2 separate regions of the Sus scrofa genome follow, and region 1 is linked to region 2. Evidence: chromatin contacts called from public Hi-C data. All regions are on one chromosome and are shown on one strand. Each heading gives the region's core, a stretch centred on a gene start, on an enhancer-like site or on the middle of the called end of the contact. The rest is flanking DNA. Distances are from core to core; before and after follow the strand shown.

Region 1 (5,704 bases), core at 503-3,002, 49 kb before region 2:
GGAGCGACCGACGGCACAAGGGCACTCAAGCAGCAGGAATGCAGCTTGGGGCCTCCCTGCTCTCCTGACCCCATTGTCACCGTCAGGGGTCCTCTGAGGCCGGCTCCCCTCCCCCACCCTGCACCCTCAGCCCCGCTCCCTGGAGGGATTTCAGCAGAGACCCTGGAGTCCAGTGCTGGGACAAGACTGCCCCTGTGGGCACCTGCCCTGCTTGTGGTTCCTGGGGAGTGGGGAGGGGGCTGTTGATGACGTTGCTCCTTCCCCATCCTGGCGTGCAGACCCCTGGCCTCCGCTTGAACCTAGTTTTGGTTGAGAGGTAACTTAGGGGACACACTCGTGTCTTCGGGCTCAGTGGGCTGGATTTAATGGGCTCGCATCCTTTTACGTTCTGGTCCTTTCTGCTCCCTGGGAGTGGAGTTGGGCAAAGAGGATGAGAGAGGCCCGGGTGGCCTGGTTTTCTCTGGATCCATCTCCAATCAGTCTCCCTCCCGCTGGAAGTGCAGTGGGCACGTGAGCCTGGGGCAAGGGGGGCCCGGTGTGATCCCTGCTTTCATCTTCCTGTGACCAGGTGACACGTGGGTGGCTTAGGAGATAAAATGCAGTAATAGGCACTGCGGGGGACAGAGGCACAAGAGGGGCTTGGAGAAGGTGGGGCAGGGGTCTTCTGAGAAGATGGCTTGAGCTGGTCTTGAATGAGGGAGTGTGGGAGGGGGCGTGGAGAAAGCTGGGGATGAAAGAATGACTTTGAAGAGCCCCCCTCCTACTCCAGGGCCCCAGTCACTGTGAGTGACACTGAGAGCCAGGAGCAGCCCCGGGGGGGACCGCCCCTGCTGAGCCCCCCACCCCTACCCCTATTGCTGCCCAGTGGGCTCTGCAGGTCTCAATTCCTGTCCAGGCACCTGGGAGGAGGGGACAGGAAGCCTCCAGGAGGCCTCTGGCTGGGACACGGAGGGCTCTCAGGCCTCTGGCTGGGACAGCCACCCACCTGCTCTCCCCCAGCTTCTCCTTCTTCTCTGTCTCGACCACAGCACGTCCAGGCCTAAGCAGAAGAGCTTGTTGTGGCCATCACCTTGTCTGGGGACAGTGGTCCTGGGGTGGTGGGATGCCCTGGGACATGCCGGTCCAGCTCCCTTGGCCCCTGGAAGGTCAGGCCACCCTGGGGCAGCTTCCCTAGAGGCGGGCAGGAGGGCGCCGTGTGGGGAGTCCTGGTGTAGGGGAAGGCGGGGCCAGACACTGCGGGGTCCCACCTCAGATGCCGGCCTCACCCACGCTTCTGTGGAAGGGAAACCAGAGGCTCTCGGCCCTCCGTGTGCCCTCGCCCTCCCCTCACTGCTTCTCATGTGCAGTCCGTCCCTTTGCTGGGTGGATCATGCAGTGATTTTTTTTCATTTTAGGGCCCCACCTACGGCCTATGGAAGGTGCCAGCTAGGGGTCGAATCAGAGTTGCAGCTGCCAGCCTATGCCCTAGCCACGATCCAAGTGGTGTCTGTGGCCTATGCTGCAGCTCAAGGCAACGCCAGATCCTTAACCCTCTGAGCAAGGTCAGGGATCGAACCTGAATCCTTGTGGATACTGGTCAAGTCCTTAACCCACTGAGCCACAACAGGAACTCCTCATGTAGTGATGAAACCCCTAGCAGGTGCAGTCCACCTCTGCCAGGCCCCTGAAGCGTAGTAGGTGCCCCATGGTTGGGGAAGGCCCTCCTCCATCGCCAGCTGTCAAGCTCCTCTTCTCCCCGCCAGCCACAGACACCAGCTGCTTCCTGCTTCTGGGCCCAGCCTCTTGGCTTTTGTGGCTGCACTTAAAGACACTCCCTCCCTGGGGCCCCCTTGGCTTTCCTGAGAGCTCAGGCGGAGGAAGAGACAGAGCTGAAGGGGAGCCACCCGCCTCTGAGTCTGTGCTGCCTTGGAGAGGGAGGTGCTGCTGAGCTCAGCACCCCCAAATCTCTCCTGGGGCCCTGCGGTTCTCAGGACCCAATGCTGCTGCTGTCGCTCTGCCCAGGAAGCCTCCACCATCACCATCGGTCCCCCACCCCAGCCCATGCGTCCACCCTGGGGAGAGGACCCCCGACCTGGTGAGAGGCTTTATGGCCAAGGACCTGCCCTGAGAAAGGTGAGCAGTGGGGGAAGCGCCACTTCCTTAATTTTCTGACATTGTGGGGTAACTTTGCGTCATTCTGTTTCTCCATTAGGGTTTGTGGACACGTTAGGGTGAGCAGGATGGGTGTGGCAAGGATCAATTCCCCTGGCCCTTTCCTCTTGGCCGTAATTCAAGTGTTTCTCTACCTCCCTAAAGACAAGTGCATCCTATAGACTATTTATAAAGCCTATGTCTCCCTGCGAAATCCTATTTTCCTATCATTTTTCCTTAAAGTAAAGACTTGTTCCTTTAGGGAACAAAACTGGCTTGAGTATACTATTTCCTCACATTTGAGTATTTTTATTTTTATTTTAGTTTAATTTTTATTTCTTTTGTCTTTTCTAGGGCTACGCCCGCTGCATATGGAGGTTCCCAGGCTAGGGGTCTAATCAGAGCTGTAGCCTCCGGTTTAAGCCACAGCCACAGCGACATGGGATGCAAGCCACGTCTGCAACGTACACCACAGCTCACGGCAACACCGGATACTTAACCCACTGAGCAAGGCCAGGGGTCGAACCCGGAAGCTTATGGTTCCTAGTCGGATTCGTTAACCACTGTGCCACGATGGGAACTCCTGAGTATTTTTATAATTATGGCCCTTATTGATCCTTCAGATTATCTATTACTACTGACCTTTTATAGGAGCTGTAGGTTTGGGTCAAGGTCATAGCAGTGGTAGTGGACAAATTCTGGGGGCTCCCCACTCTTAACTGTGACAATTCAAGACTGTAGCAATAGCTTTTCGTGGTTGTACTGAAAAATATACATTTCTGGAAACTTTACAGCCAGAGCAGGAAGAGCAGGGCGATCTGGGGACTTGGAGCTAATGTCGGGAAGCTCTCAGGTGACACGTCCCACGTTAAGATTAATTTCCTACCCTCACGCGGACCTTCTGTGCAAGCTGGGGGCCCTTGTCACGAGGAATATGTGAGCGTGGGTGTATGTGTTGGTACGTGTGTGTGTGTCTGTGGGTATGTGTTTGCATGTTTGTGTGGGTGCATGTGTATTTGTATGTTTGTGTGTGCACACAGTGTGTGTGTGTGTGTGTGTGTGTGTGTGAGCTGTATGTGGAGCGGGGAAGGGGAGGGGGTCCCTGGAAGCCTACTGAGTCCCACTCTGTGCCCAGCCCTCCTGGGTCCAGTGGGGGCTTCACAGGAAGGAAGGTCACAGACCTGAGAATGTTTTCCAAGATGAAGTCATTCAGGGGGAGTTCCCTTCGTGGCGCAGTGGAAACGAACCCGACTAGGAACCATGAGGTTGTGGGTTCGATCCCTGGCCTCGCTCAGTGGGTTAAGGACCCGGCGTTGCTGTGAGCTGTGGTGTAGATTGCAGATGCGGCTCGGATCCCAAGTGGCTGTGGCTGTGGTGTAGGCTGGTGGTTACGGCTCTGATTAAACCCCTAGCCTGGGAACCTCCATATGCTGTGGGTGCGGCCCTAAAAAGACCCCCCCCACACACACACAAAAAAAAGCAGTAGCAGAAGAAAACCACTCAGGGGTCCTTGCGCCAACTTGAGGGGCGGGGCCTTGAGCCCGGGGTCTCAGGAAAAGGCTCCTCCCCCAGGGCGGTCGCACTGCGGGCCCCGCCCAGGGCCCTGGCTCCTCCCCCAGGGCGCTCACCCTGACCATCCGGACCACAGGGAAACCAAGGGAGTTACTGGCCTGGTCAGAAGGGAACTTCACCTGTGGCTTTGGGGGATGGGAGGGAAGGGCAAGTGAGCTGTGGGGGTTGGGAAGGGTCTCCTCACTGAAGTACCTACAGACCCTGCCACAGGGGCTGCGTGTGTGTCAGGCGCCCCAGGTGGCTTCTCCCCCTCAGCGACTTCCATCTTCCCACCAGCTCCAGGAACAGAAATGAAAAGATGCTGAGCAAAGAAGCTGAGAAGAAAAGCGGAAGTGGGAGCCTGGAGGCCTGACCCTCCTCCGTTTCCGGGTGGGGCGCTACTGAATCCTCCTGCCCAGCTGGTGCCTTGCTGCTGCTGCAGGTGACATCTGTGCAGGAGAGATGGCTCCGTGGAACTGGGTCGCCTGGCTGACCCCGGCTCTGCTGCTTCTCTGGCTCCCAGGTGAGGGTGGGCTGCCCAGGAAGGGTTGGAGAGGGAGGGAGTGCGAGGGGGAGGGCTGATGCTCTGACTCAGCACAGGACCCCGAATGGGACTCTCTCTGTCCACCGGGTAAGACGGACAGACCTCAGAGGGGGAGGGGCAGGGGCGAGGCTCTATCTCTCCTCTGCACCCACCTGGCCTTAAATGAGCTGCCATGGGGCACAGAGGTGGGAGGTCTGCAGGTTGGGACATGAATTGTTACAGGAAGAAGGAGGCAAGAGGCAGGGCGCACGTGAATGGGTGGCAGGGTGACCTTGAGTGCATCTCTGGTTCTTGGGTTCCAGGGGATGGAGTAGGCCTGGGACCAACGGGGGCAGGTCTCAGGGATATGGAGGTGAATGAAGAGCCAGGGTCGCTTGAGGGGCTGGGGCCGGAGAACCAGTGGGCCAGTGATCTCCAAAGAAGGGAGTGGGAGTGGGGGTGGGGGGAGCATAGGGAGGGGGGACAGCTGTGGGACAGGAAGGAGGGGGCTGCCTCGGAAGAAGAGAGCCTCCGTGCACAGATTTCCGTCCTGTGCCTCCTGGAGCATCCACAGCTCTCCTCAGACAGCTTCTGCGGTTGCTAGAATATTCCTAGACTATTTAATTTGGGGGGGGGGTCGCTTTGCTTACAAACTGAATGTTTTCATCAATTCTATTTGGCAACTAGTCGTCTCTAGGAATGCTGTGACTTTTTGTGTGTAAATCTCAAAACTAGCCTTCCTCTCATCACTCATTTTTCTACTGACCTTCTCATGTGTTCTCGTGTGTTCACGGGATCTGCCTGCATAGGGGGTCCCCTGTCCCTTTGGTTTCCTCTCTCATTCATTGATCGTGGGCTGGTTTAGCCAGAATGATGCCCAGGACCAAGGTGGCAGGGATCATGCCTCCCTTGTCCTGGATTGGGCACGTGTTTCTGTGAAGGGTTCTCTTCAGAGGGCAGCCACTTGGTTTTTAGCTTTTTTTTCCCCCACATTCGTGGCATATGGAAGTTCCTGCACCAGGGATTGAACCTGCGCCACAGCAGTGACCCAAGCCTCTGCAGTGACAATACCGGATCCTTAACCCACTGCACCACAAGGGAACTTCCGCAAAAGACCATCTTTGATTCTTTTAATTTTCTCTGTCTTTGTGATTATTTTACTTTTTTCATGTCTTAATTCAGCTCGGCAGGTTATCTATTTTATGAGACTGAATTTTCTGAAATTTCTGTTTTCTTGGTTGGCAATTTTGTATTTGACCTAATATTATTTGCCAGGCATTTTACACTCATTATCTCATTCGAATATCATGTGAGGCTCACCGATCATCACCACTTTACAAATGAAGCATCTGAAGCTCAGAGAGGTTAAGTAACTTGCCCCAGAACACACAGCTGAGATGACATAGAGCCAATTCAAAGACCCAGATTCTTCTTCTTCTTCTTCTTCTTTTTTTTTTTTCTTTTTAGGGTCACATCCATGGCACATGGAGGGTCCCAGGC
Region 2 (6,240 bases), core at 979-3,478:
ATATGTCAGGCCCTGTGCCTTTCCCTGGGGTCCCCACTCTCCATCACTGGTATGGCTCTGACTCATGCGGTCAAGGTCACTCAGGCCATCTGGACAGATGTGCTCTGTCCAGCAGCCACACTCAGGCCTGACCGCACCCTGGACCCCCCTCTCCGGCCCCTCTCCAAGGGCACCTGGCCAGGTGGGCGTTTCAGGTGCAGAGTCGAGAGAAAGAGGAAAAGGTAGGGCCCACCTTGGGGGTGGGGGGCAGGGCGATGTCCCCCAGAGGGACATGGGAAGCCCCACTCTGGGGTGGGGGGCTCTTTCTGTGCTTTCCTTGAGGTTTCGTGAAGCCTCCAGAAACACAAGAGGTCCTTTTAGAAAAGTCTGGGGTCATTGGTGCCCTGAGGGCCAGCACAGAGCAGGGCGTCTCCTGGGAGCTGGCAGCTGGGGCTGCGGTGCAGAGGCCCAGTGCAGGGCTGGGCTCTGGAGGAGGCCCCGCCAGGCTGCAGGGTGAGGCCCATCTCCTGTCCCCAGGGCCCCGGGCTCATGTCAGCCTGAGTGTCATGGGGCCTTGGGAGGAGCCCAGCAAACCCTGTGGTAGACACCTGCTGGGTAGGTCAGACCTGGCCCAGGTCCAGAAAGAGACACCAGGTCCCCTTCAGAGTGGAGGTCCCCTCGTGAGGACAGCAAGGGACATAGATCCCAGAGGCAGGACACTGCAGCCTGCACAGTGCCAGGGTGCGGGTGCAGGACAGGCCCCACTGGGAGAAGGAGATGTGTGTGCAGACGCACCCTCAGACACGCCCCATGGCCCCGGCCACTGGCCACCCCTCCCCACCAGCTCGGCCCAGTCTTTCTGTGCCACTTCTTTCCTGAGAGTCGGGGGGACCTGGTGCTGGGTGTGAGGGGAGGGGTGCGGGGCTCACCTGGAAACACAACCACCTCCACCTCATGGGTGGGGTCAACTGAAAATTGTGCAGTGATCCCGCAACAGTACGTCCCTGCATCCTCCTCTGTGAGCCTCTCCAAGGTCACTGTGAAGGTGAGGTTGGCAGGATCGTCCCTGATGGACACGCGGCCTCTCCTCACTTCTCTCGCTGACTCCGTGGTCTCCACAATGTGCTTCCACGAGAGGAAGCATGGGGATTTGTCCCAATATTTCTTATCGTCGATGTATTCCTCCTCGTACCGACACTGCACGCTCAGGGATCCCCCCTTGGTGCCCATCGCAGTTGGGGGGCCACTCAGGGACAAACAGCCTGGAAGACACAGCGAGTCCAGCTCCTCACCAGGTGGGTCTGGGTCGGGGGAGCCCTGGGGCTGAGGGTCCCTCAAGGGTCCTTGGGGTCTGAGGAGGCCAAGGCTACAGGCAGGCCTTTCCTCAGCTCCAGGGGAGGATGGTGGGGGGGGAACAGCTCCCCCTCACAGAGGAGAGGGTGTCCGTGGAGTCAGGAAGGGCCCAGGATGGGGACACTCTGTGTGTGTGTGTGTGTGTGTGTGTGTGTGTGTGTGGTGCCCCAAGATGGCATCTCTGACTGTGACAGTTGGGGTGGGACCATCATAGGTGCCCCCTGCAGCTGCTCTGTCCAGCACAGTGAACAAGACTCACCTGCTTTGTGCCCTGAATCCTCGTGGGCCCTGCTGAGGCAGGTGCTGGCTCCTTCTGGGAGCTTCTCAGCCTCCTCTCCCTGCCCCCACCACTGCCCCCTCTCCCTCTCCCACCTCCCCTCCCTCCCTCCCTCCCTCCTCCCCACTGCCACCCCCTGCCCCATCCGCTCTCCCAGAAAGGGCTGAGCCCCTCACCTGGGACCCGGAGAAGCAGCAGAGCTGAAGGCAGCCACACGGCCCCCACCCTCGGGGTCATCTCTCCAGCACGGATGTCCCCTGCAGCAGTGCCAGACCCTGGAAGGGGACAAGGTCGAGCCTCCTCAGAGGATTCACCCCAAGTCCTCACTTCTGCTTTTCTGGGGCTCTGTGCGTCCTTGTCCAGCCCGAGTCAGGTCGGATGAGCAGGCAGGAAGGTGGCCAGGGCCCGGGAAGCTTCGGGAGAGAAGCAGCTCGGTGGGGCCAGGTCCTGGGACCTGGAGCCCTGGGCTTCTCTCAATCCAGTGAATGGACACGACCAAGGTCACCGTGTTGGGGAGGAGCCGTCCCCTCCCCAGAGCCCATGGCAGCTGCTCTCTTTCTCCCAGGGGCCCCCGCACAGCAGGGCCAAGCTGGGTTCCTTTCCCTGGCCCCGCCCTCTGTGATATGTCACTTCCTTAGGGTCAGGATGCACAATCCCCAGAGTAGGTGCCACCCTCATCCTTCCTCTCTGGCCTTGGTGGTGACCCCAGAGGGTCTGTGTCCCCTCAGACTGCAGCTCCAGGCACCCACGAGAGCTCTGCCCCTGTGGGACCCCCAGCTCTTCTTCTGGTCACACAAGTTGGCACCATGACCTCAGATGCCTCCACAAGTCCCATCTGGGTTCTGGGTATGCATCCCATAGGCTTTGATTTCCCGGATGCCCCAGACTAGAAGCACAGCAGCTCCACCCGGCCTCTGCTTATGTCACTTTTGACTCTTCCTTCTTCTTCTTCTTCTTTTATTTTTTATTTTTGGCTTTCTAGGGCCACACCCGAGGCACATGGAAGTTCCCAGGCGAGGGGTCAAATCGGAGCTATAGCCAACGGCCTACACCACAGCCACAGCAACGCCGGATCTGAGCCAAACTGGCGACCCACACCACAGCTCACGGCAATGCCAGATCCTTAACCCACTGAGCAAGGCCAGGGATCAAACCTGCAACGTCATGGTTCCTAGTTGGATTCATTTCTACTGCACCACGACGGGAACTCCCCAAAACATGCAATTATTCTTCTGAAAGTTTGCTTGATTTTTTGGGTGGGAGGGATTTTTCATTTATAAATCAAAGAGTACATCAGAGTTCCCTGGTGGCTTAGGGGAGGTTAAGGAGCCGACTTGTCACTGCTGTGGCTCAGGTTCGATCCCTGGCCCCGGAACTTCCACATGGAGAAGACACTCCCCCCAAAATAAGAGTACATATATTCCTCTCTTCCTCCCAGCTACCCTTCTCACAGAGCAGAGAATAAACACACTGACAGAAGCATCTTATAAGCGATGGTTATCAGGATCTGAGCCCAGATTTCTCTGGCACAACTGTCCACATGTCTTTCCACCAGACAGTGATTTGAAGGGCAGAGAGGGGCCCACAGCCAGCCAAAGGGAGAAGCACAATCTTTGGAGTAGAAATAGAATTAGGGGTTTGTCAGGCAGCTGGTGGCCATGGTGACCTAGACTGAGAAACTTGATGGGAACCACAGTTTCCCACGTCAGCTCCACTCACTGTGACCTGTCCCTTCTCTCTCACTTCCCCAGAGCATCTTCCTTTCCAGAACACACTTCTTGCGGGAGTTCCCTGGTGACCTAGTGGGTTAAGGACCCAGTGTCATCACTGCTGTGGCTCAGGGTACTGCTGTGGCGAGGGTTCGATCCCTGGCCTGGGAATTTCCGCATGCCGGGGGATGTGACCCCCAAAAAAAATTTTTTTTTTTTGGTCTTTTTAGGGCTGCATCTGCAGCATATGGAGCTTCCCAGACTAGGGGTTGAATTGGAGCTGTAGCAAGGCCAGGAATCAAACCTGCATCCTCATGGATACTAGTCAGGCTCATTAACCCATGAGCCACTAAAATTATTGACCTAAAAACAGTTTCTGCCAGGTCCTGGCTGTGCTGAGAGGTTGGAAGATCCAAAAGACAGACAGTGCGATGACAACAATAATTTAGGAAATGTACTCGGCTTTGGGTGTGAGTTCCTGCTGTAATCGTTACTTGATGTGTTAACCTGCCTGGTCATGGGACACCCAGAGTAAACATTATTTCTGGGAATTCCTGTCATGGCTCAGTGGTTAACAAATCCGATTAGGAACCATGAGGTTGCGGGTTCAATCCCTGGCCTTGCTCGGTGGGTTAAGTATCTGGCGTTGTGGTGAGCTGTGGTATAGGCCACAGACGTGACTCGAATTCTGCATTGCTGTGGCTGTGGCCTAGACCGGCAGCTGTAGCTCCGAATCCAAGACCCCTAGCCTGGGAACCTCCATATGCCTCGGGTGTGTCCCTAAAAAGACAATAAATAAATAAATAAATGGAGAGATGTCAAAAGAGGTTATAAAAAATTGTGGTATATTTTATCATTATTTTAAAAATTAACGTGGTATACTTTAAGTACAAAAATTCACAAATCGATTTTTCGTTACACAAATGGCCGTAAAGTATAATTAATTGGGCTATCTAATGATCATTGGATTACAACTTAATTTACTGGTGGTTTGCTAGGAATATCCTTCCAACAGCTGCTTCCGGTGTTCCTGGGCCATAGGAGGGAGCATTGACAGTTCCAGGCTCTCGGAATGTGCCCAGCACGGGGCGCTGAGTCTCTCTAGTCCTGCCCCAGAGTCAGCGAATCCAGGAGAGCAGTTTGGGTGTTGCTTCTCAGTCAAGCGGAAGCCTGGGGCTAGAACTGGTACTTTTCCTGCCTGGTTCTACCCCCTCCCCAGGGAATGGGTCCTTAGGGCCTTGATCTCCTCCGGTCTGAACTGCCCACTGGGCTCCAGACCCCGCCTGCACCTTGGTCCCTGGCCCCTGACCCTGGCGTGTCTGAGTCCACGTCTGGTTTGCCCCAAGGAGACAAGGTGACCCCTTCTCAGACAGTGCAGACCGGCGAGTGGGATGGGGCTGTCAGACTTGGCTTGGAGAGGAAAGGCTGTCACGAGGCAATGGGTGTGATGTGAATACCTGTGGAGGCCGGGATCGGGATATTCAAATCACCAGAAAGGACCAGCAGCTGAGAAGTAAACCATCTTGTTAAAAGTAGAATTACTTGAATGTCCTTGAAGCAGTGAAGTAGTGAAGTTCGGCAAGTGGCCACTAGCGCCTCCTTCTGGTGCTTTGAAGAATTGCCACAGATATGCTCTGGTCGTTAGCTTCTGCTCTTACCTATGAGACCAGGAAAGAGAAATTCTTCTGTGCTTGAGTATCAGGTTGTGTCATCCATCCCCCCAAATGCCTCCAGACAGAGGGCTAGACCTCAAGGAAAGGCTCCAGCCCCTTGGAAAAAGGATATTTGGTCTTGGGTGAGATAGATTTGAGCTCAGGTTTGGACTCCTATTTTGGGTAGCAGTAGGGTGCGTGGCAAGAACAGACACCACAAAAAGAAAAATAAGGGGAATCCTCTAAGACTATGTCACCCACGGTGGGGACCTAAGAGTGCCAGGTGCAGAGACTCAAGGGCATTGGGGTGCCCAAGTGGTGAGACTCTGGGGAATGCACGGATGCCCATCCAGCTCGACCAAGTGAAGGGCTTTGTGTGCTCCCAGGCTGGGGCTTTGCTTCCCATCCATGGTGGAATTGGTTCTGGAGCTGGGGCGATGCTGAGCCTGCAGGTAATTTTAGGGGACCCAGGTGTGGAATTGAGAGGGCACAGACAGGACGGGGCTCCTCCTCCCCCGTGGGGTGCTCCATGGTCCAGATGCAGCCAGACACCCCCTCCTGGAAAGGCTTCCCGTTGACCTGTGGCTTGGAAACAGGAGGAGGGTCGTAATGAGGAAACCTGCTTCTGTACCAGACTCGCACCTCTCAGAGAGCAAGACGCTCTATTTCACCCGTGGGCTTTTTTGTTGGTTTGTTTTGGATTTGGCTGTTTGTTTGCTTTTTGGGCTGCACTCATGGAGTGCACGCAAGGGGAGGTTTGCACGCAAGGGGGTGGAATTGGAGCTACAGCTGCTGGTCTACACCACAGCCACAAGCAATGTGGGATCCGAGCTGTGTCTGTGACCTACATCACGCTCACGGCAGCGCCAGATCCTTAACCCACTGAGCGAGGCCAGGTATGAAACCTGCATCCTCATGGTTACTGGTCGGATTCATTTCCACCACAGCAAAACAGGTGACATTTTTTTAAGTTGTTCCCCCCCCCCCCGCAAGTCTCTGGTATTAAGGTGAAAAGAGACATAAGGTTCAGGATCAGATGTTCCTTCTTCTCTAGTCGGAGTGGCTGGTTCTCTGAGCAGGACGGTGCCGGGCAAGGGAGGAGCTGAAGGTCGTCTTGGTCAGGCTGGCTGTGTCTCCCCACAAATTGCTCCTTGAGGCCTGTGGACCCAGAGGACAGCACTGAGCATGCCCAGGAGCAGGGGCACCTTCAGGAAGACCAGGAGCAGGAAGTGGATGCTGCTGAGCTGGGACCTGGGGGGACAGGGTGACG

The links. Hi-C and Micro-C count contacts between places; a contact is called where the count stands out from the background.
Region 1: a Hi-C map of retroperitoneal adipose tissue shows a contact between it and region 2, with 8 times the contacts expected there. The contact joins the promoter of CD300A here to the promoter of CD300C in region 2. A contact is called at or near these places in 1 of 5 promoter capture datasets (liver), 10 of 47 Hi-C or Micro-C datasets (alveolar macrophages, blood, embryonic fibroblasts and 7 more) and 1 of 2 datasets of contacts at active chromatin or transcription factors (alveolar macrophages).

Annotation. Positions count from the first base shown.
Region 1 is chr12:6,677,377-6,683,080 of Sscrofa11.1, reverse strand. It overlaps CD300A (CMRF35-like molecule 8), which reads left to right and starts at 1,752. Exons shown (of 8, transcript XM_021066678.1): 1 at 1,752-2,112; 2 at 3,979-4,204. The coding sequence starts at 4,144.
Region 2 is chr12:6,628,066-6,634,305 of Sscrofa11.1, reverse strand. CD300C (CD300c molecule) reads right to left here and starts at 2,228. Exons shown (of 4, transcript NM_001244303.1): 1 at 1,786-2,228; 2 at 909-1,241. The coding sequence starts at 1,846. It overlaps LOC100514068 (CMRF35-like molecule 6), which reads right to left. Exons shown (of 3, transcript XM_013980784.2): 3 at 4,143-6,221. The coding sequence ends at 6,178.